2 separate regions of the Ovis aries genome follow, and region 1 is linked to region 2. Evidence: chromatin contacts called from public Hi-C data. All regions are on one chromosome and are shown on one strand. The core of a region is the stretch at or near the end of the contact, and the rest is flanking DNA. Distances in the headings are between cores, read along the strand shown. Region 1 holds the start of MLX (MAX dimerization protein MLX). Region 2 holds the start of BECN1 (beclin 1).

The links. A called contact is a pair of places that touch in the nucleus more often than the background predicts.
Region 1: a Hi-C map of liver shows a contact between it and region 2, with 4 times the contacts expected there. The contact joins the promoter of MLX here to the promoter of BECN1 in region 2. A contact is called at or near these places in 4 of 16 Hi-C or Micro-C datasets (blood, liver, muscle and 1 more).

What each region holds. Positions count from the first base shown.
Region 1 is chr11:42,376,685-42,380,109 of ARS-UI_Ramb_v3.0, reverse strand. MLX (MAX dimerization protein MLX) reads right to left here and starts at 1,888. Exons shown (of 7, transcript XM_060395649.1): 1 at 1,816-1,888; 2 at 1,370-1,406; 3 at 792-881; 4 at 417-523; 5 at 74-173. The coding sequence starts at 1,857. COASY (Coenzyme A synthase) reads right to left here. Exons shown (of 9, transcript XM_060395642.1): 7 at 3,343-3,425; 8 at 3,112-3,258; 9 at 2,623-3,011. The coding sequence ends at 2,952.
Region 2 is chr11:42,580,963-42,584,403 of ARS-UI_Ramb_v3.0, reverse strand. BECN1 (beclin 1) reads left to right here and starts at 1,946. Exons shown (of 11, transcript XM_060395652.1): 1 at 1,946-2,083; 2 at 2,358-2,486. The coding sequence starts at 2,360.

The sequences.
Region 1 (3,425 bases), core at 639-3,138, 200 kb after region 2:
AAAGCAGCTCTGAGGCTCCAGCCTTCTCACAGCCCCCTTGGCTCCAAGCCCTCCAGCGCTCTCCGGGCCGTACTCTTCTGCAGCACGATGGCTTTGCTGAGCTTCTGAGAGCCAATGGAGAAGTCCTGCTGCTGGCAGGTGGGGACAATGGTCTGTAGATCATCATAGCCTCTCTGTGGAGAGAGCAGGGGAAACGGGTGCCTTTATGAGGGGCCAAGACAAGTGGGCACGCAGCTTTTCTTCCACGATACCACGTTCCATGCTCGCTCACTCAGAGGGGTAGAAAGCGGGGAGAAGTTCGCGTCCAGGGCCTAGACTAGCTACCCCCAAGCTTGCTTGGGACTGTCTGACGGGGCCAGGACAGAGCGGATCTGAAGTGTGCAGGCGCTCCCTGAGGTGCGGGCCTCCCCAATCACCTTGATGGCGTCCCTCCTCTTCTGCTCGGCCTGAGTGTGCGCTCGCCGCCGCCGGTCCTTGTAGGACTCCTTGTAGGATTCCTGGTGGTAATCGCTGTCCTCGTCATCTACGCTCAGGGTTGGGGGCAGGAAGAGGTCATTCTGGTGCCCAGTGGGGCCCAGCTAGCCCACTTTCCCCAGCTGGGAAGAACCTGGTGCCCAGAGATGGCGGATGGATACGAGAACCTAATACCCTAGATGACGTGAGAATGAAACCCTGTGTCTAGAACTAGGGTTCCAGCGCCCCCATGTGGAAGGCAGGAGCTGTCCTGTCTAAGAAAAAGACTAAAATGAAGGCACATCTGGTTCCCCGGGTGGGGGGATGTTGCCGCCTACCTGTGTTGGGGACAGAAGAGGCACTGGTGGAACCGATGCTATTAGCTCTGGACACTACACTCCCCTTGCGGGTGCTTTCTACAAAAAGCCCTGGAAAAAGAGAGGCTCCAATCACTAAGGAATAGAATAGGGGGAGGGGCTCTGCTAGGCTCTCAGACACCTGTGGGCCCAATGGCTTCCTGAGCCCTAAATGCTGACCTCTCTCCTTCAACCCCAAAGCCAGCCATCCTGGGCCACCCACTTCCTGTCGTGCCATGCCGCAGGGCTCCCGTCCCTAGTCTACACTGCTCCACAGGCCTGCACGGATACCTCCTGGCTCACAAAGCGGCATCTGGGCGTGATGATGGAGAGTGACCGGCTGGCCCTGTTTCCATCACTTCCCTGCTCCAGGGCAGAGGGAACTAAGTGTCACCCTTGATGCTTCCTGCCCCTGTCCTCCAGAGCCTCCCTCGCTGCTCAGGCCCGCTCAGCTTAGGGACGGTGGGCTGTGCTCAGGTGTGGCTGCCAAGGCCTCGCGAATCCATCGGGCTGAAGTGCAGTGTCCCTCCAGAAGTGAAGAGGGTGGGAGAGGCACTCACCAGGGTCCAGACTGTTGTCGCTGTAGGCATACTCCACCTGCGGCACCGAACAAGGGAGAAGCCCGTCAGGCCTCCTCCGCCCCTGCACGCGTGTACACACACACAGACACACATACGTACACACTTGGGGTGCGCGGGCAGTCGCAGGACTCCCCCCAAGCCAAGAGCGGCTAGGCCGCGGGAGCGCCGCCCTTCGGCAGGACCCCGTCCGCCCACTCCACGCCCCCAGCCCTCCAGTCCCGTCCCTTCACAACCGCGCACACACGCCTCAGTTGTCTTCCCACCTTGGCACACACAGGGTGAGAGATGTCTTCTCTGCAGCCCCAGGGCCCGAGGAGCGGGGGTAGCTCTGGGGACTGCAGGGAGTCCCCTAGTCTTCCAGACCCCCTACGTGCTCGAGCCCGACCCGCCCTCCCCTCGCCGGCGTGCGCGCCCACGGGGCTTGCCTTGACCCAGGGGTCCTCCGGAGAGGCGCCCGGTTCCGTCATGTCCGACCCACCGAACCGGAAACCTGCCTGCAGGCGGGCCCCGGGCCTGGAGGAAGAGGCGAGGCGCGCTCACGTGACCCAAACCCACCAACCCGCAGCCCAGTGGCGGGGGCGGGGCGGCTGCGCATGCGTGCACCGGAGGACAACCCCCACTCCCGGCTGCAGCCTAGCCTAGGTGGTGCCCCGCCTGCTGTCGGAGCTGACACTGGTGGCCTCGGGGCCACCTTCCTTGCTAGTCCCTGCTCTTGCTCAGCGTAGATGTTCCAGCCGCCGCGACATGAAGCACATTCCGTGAAACGGGGTCCCTTTAAGAGGCTTGTCAGCATAATATCGCAGCGCAGGCGCACCGCCGTGCCCAGCGGGCTCCCGGGACCGAACGAGTTTCCCGGACCTGCACTTATGGCCACCTCTTCCGACCCTGCCGGATGCAACCTCTGTGAGGCCAGAGGCTCGAGTAGCTTGTTGAAGGAAGCTCTTCCAATACCCAGCCCAGAGTCTGGCAGGATACTTGTGGAATTAAGAAAGAGCCTGTTAGCCAAATTACGGTACTTTGTAAGCTAAGGAAACTGAGGTGCCAGGAAAGTCCAGAACTTATCCAGAAGTGCACAGCTAGCCAGTGACAGGACCAATGATGGCCTTAGTCTGGCTATCTTCAGAAGCCACATTCTTAACCACTGCACTTCTGGCTTCCAGCTCAGGCCTGGGCCTTGCACTTGGGGCTCAAGGGTCACAAAGATACCCAGAGTCATTGAAGCAGGAAGCAGATACCATGGCAACATTCACCTTTAATTCTGTTACAAGTTCCAGTGTTTGCCCTGGCCCCAGCCCAGCATGGGTACCAAAGACCTGTGGACAAGAGCGGGACTAGAACAACACCAGGGGCCTGCACCCGCATAAGCTGCATCCTCAGTGTTGGCCAAACACCGGCAAGCTGGGTAGGCTTCCTGTGTCCAGCGGGCCCAGCCCTGCCCTGCCCAGCTTAGCTTAGAGCCCTCTAGGCCCGGGCTAGAGTGAGCTTCAAGGTTCCATCCCTCCTCACAGCTGGATCTCCTCAGCTCCAGGGGACACTTTGACCCCACAGAGAATTCTGTCAGTCATGGGCCTGATGGTGCTTCGGAGATGCGCTTCTGCAGGAGGGCCCAGGCTTTCTCCACCTTGGGACGGGCCAGAATGTCAGGAAGAAAACAGGGACAGGGTCAGATGGGTATTCACTGAGACTCCCTCCCACAACCCAGCCTTTTCCTGGGCACCAACCTGGCGCTGGGTGACATGCGGCTCCCACATGGTGCTCAGCACCACATGGCTCTGATCCACAAGCTGCTGCCCACTCATCTGGCTCTGCAGCCTGCTCTGAGCCGCAGCCTCACTCAGGCCATCCCTCTCCACGATGCGTCGTATGGCCTGGGCAGACAGGGCATTCGTCAGCCCACTGGTTCTGGGCAGGAACCGGGCTACAGTGATGGAGTAGGGGTGGGATCCAGATACCTCGGTCTCAGGGATGACAACCGTCCACACCTCATGCACCATGTTCTGCCAGCCGGCTTCAAGCAGCATGGCGGCATCAATCA
Region 2 (3,441 bases), core at 697-3,196:
TCAGAAAGGGGTAGAAAGAGTACCCGCTTGCTAGTGTTAGCAATGGAGTTATATACTCTCCAATAAATAGAGTTAGTAAAGTACAGCAGAAAATGTGTTCGCTAGGAGAACAAAGAACTAGAGCTCCAAGCATCCTTACCTTGTCCTGAAGAATCCCAGACGAGCCCCCAAGATGAAATGTCGTTGCTGAATCACGCAAAGACGCCAGGATCCTTGGCCTCCGGAGAATTCAATCTGGGGCCAGAGGCGAGGCTTGATCGCTCAGAGCTTTCGTGTAATAAAGTTTTATTAAAGTATGAAGGAGATAGAGAAAGCTTCTGACATAGACATCAGAAGGGGGTAGAAAGAGTACCCCAAAGTTTTAATTTCATTTTCATTCTTGGCCACAGCACACCAAGATGCAGAATCTTTCCCAACCAGGGAGCAAACCCATGCCCCCCTGCATTGAGAGTGCAGAGTCTTGACCAGTGGAAGGACAGGGAAATCCAGAAAGTTTAATTTCTAAGGAGTAAAAGTCAATATTTTCCTTTTTATTTCTGATTTTCATGTCATGCTTAGACAGCCCTTCTCTACTTCAAGATTATAAAAAATATTCACTCATGCTTTCATATAGTACCTTTAACCATTGTTTTATTTTTTGCCACACGGCTTGTGGGATTTTTAGTTCCCCTATCAGGGACTGAACTGGCGCCCTCACCAATGAAAGCTTATAGTGCTAACGACTGGACTGCCAGGGAATTCCCAATTGTATTTTTGACGCTTAAATTTGTGACTAACTTGGAACTTCTTTTGGTGTAAACAGTGAGTAGAAGATTGAGCTCACTACCATTTAAATGGCTCTTTGTACACAATGGAGTATTACTCAGCCGTTAAAAAGAATTCATTTGAATCAGTTCTGATGAGATGGATGAAACTGGAGCCAATTATACAGAGTGAAGTAAGCCAGAAAGAAAAACACCAATACAGTATACTAACACATATATATGGAATTTAGGAAGATGGCAATGACGACCCTGTATGCAAGACAGGAAAAAAGACACAGATGTGTATGACGGACTTTTGGACTCAGAGGGAGAGGGAGAGGGTGGGATGATTTGGGAGAATGGGAATTCTAACATGCATACTATCATGTAAGAATTGAATCGCCAGTCCATGTCTGACGTAGGGTGCAGCATGCTTGGGGCTGGTGCATGGGGATGACCCAGAGAGATGTTGTGGGGAGGGAGGTGGGAGGGGGGGTCATGTTTGGGAACGCATGTAAGAATTAAAGATTTTAAAATTAAAATAAATAAATAAATAAATGGCTCTTTGGTCCCACTCATCACTTATTAAGTAGATCACTTCCCCACTAACTTTAAATATTAGCTTTATCACCCACTAAATCCACCCCGCCCCCCATACATGGTCTATTTTTTAACTTTATTCTCTTCCATGGGTACTCCTGCACCAACACAAAAATGTTTTAGTTTCATAACTTTATATTCCAATATCTAAAGTGTTGGACTTTCCCTTATCATAACTGAAACTTTATACAATGAAACACAACAAGGTTTACCCCCTCACTTGCCCTTCCAAGTGTCTACCTCTTTGTCAGCGTTTCAAAAAAAACGCCCAGTTCTCCCAATGAGAAATTTTAAAAATTGATACCGTAGTGAATAACGAAAGTGGCTCCGCTAAGAAGTGACAAATCTGAAGAAAAGTCACTGAGTTAGAAAATGGTGGCGTGTCCAGGGGTTGTTTGTTTATTCGCTAAATTGTATCGGACTCTTTAGCGACTCGCTCCCAACTCGGTCGGGCCACTTCCGCTCGCAACACCAGCCCCCAGGCCGACGCCTGCCGCCTTTCCCAGCTCAGCCTCTAGAGGTCGCAGCTAGGCGAAAGCGGGTCGACCATGACTGACGCCCTGAGGCGCGGCAGTCATCGTGACGTCAAGTCCGGTCCCGGCGGAAGTCCTCCCCCGGCGGACCGGGAAGTAGCTGAAGGCTGGGCGATGGCAGTCTTGGAAGTCCCCCTCGCAGACAGACCCGAAGCCGCGGTACCCCCGCGGTAGACCGGATCAGGGTGGCGGGCTCCGGGTCCCGAGGTGAAAAGCGTTGGGGGCTGAACGGCTACTATCGAAGGGGACCTGGGAACCCTGACAGCCCCTATTGCAGACCCTCCCTGACTTTGGGCTGTAAACTGCCTTTGCCGGGTCAGCCCCGGAAGCAGGTCCGCTTGGTATCCTACCGTTCCTACAGGGAAAGGTGCAGGCGGGGATTTTTACCCCTTCACCACAACAGCAAGTCAGGTGGTAGCTCCGAACCCGGGGTTCAAGGGCGCCTGTTCTTCCTAACGTCGTCTCCTTTCCACCGCCGCAGGGATGGAGGGGTCTAAGACATCCAGCAGCACCATGCAGGTGAGCTTCGTGTGTCAGCGCTGCAGCCAGCCTCTGAAACTGGACACGAGCTTCAAGATCCTGGACCGTGTCACCATCCAGGAGCTCACAGGTCAGCGAGGCCTTTGGAAAGAGGGTGATCAAGATCGTTCAAAGTGGGCAGCTTTGGAGATGAAGGTCTTAAGGACTATACATAGCCTGCCACAAACCTTGTGAGCCTCGAAAGTTGCTTCATCTTTCTGGTTCCTTGTTTTCTTATCGAGAACATAAAAGAGTTCTGACACTCTGTGCTTCTGAGAGCTTTCTATAACAAGGAAAGGTCCTTAGTTTTCTGCTCCCGCTGTTTCAGAGTAAAGGATTATATGTATATAAAAATAAACAGCAATTGTGGGGGACTTGCCATATACCAAGTGCATTACATGTGTTACTTTAACCTCTATGGAGTAGTTCAGTTTTACTCCCCTATGCGTAGGAGTAGTAAAAATTTATCATTTCATCCATGAGGAGTTGAAGCTCAGTCAGGTTAAATGATTTACCCAGAAGCCAATAGTTGATAAGTAGAGGAAAATAGAGGAATAGAGTCCCAAATTCTCAAGAAGTGAGATGAAGCTAGGAAAAAGGAAAAGACTGAATAAACAGTTAAAATAAGCTCATGGACCTAGAGTCACTCTGCTTGAATTTAAATTCTGGCTATCATTTACTAGCAGAATGACTTTTTGCAAGTTACTTCACCCAATTTTTAGTTTCTAAGCCCCAATTTTTTTATTTCCTTTATCTGTAAAATGTAAAACAACCTCAAGGTGGTTGTAAAAATCAAATGTGACAGAGACCATAAATACTTCAGAATATGCCAGGGAAAAGTACTCAGCAAATATTAACAATTATTATCAATACCTGATTTCTCTTTTCTGAGGGGAATTAACTGTTTAATATGGGAAATTTTTAATATGGAAAATTTCAAACATACAGTCAAGAGAATAGCATAGTGAACTCCCTTGTGTCCATCATTCAGCTTCAACAGTTAGCTACATTCAATCATTCTTGTTTCCTCTATACCTACATTCACC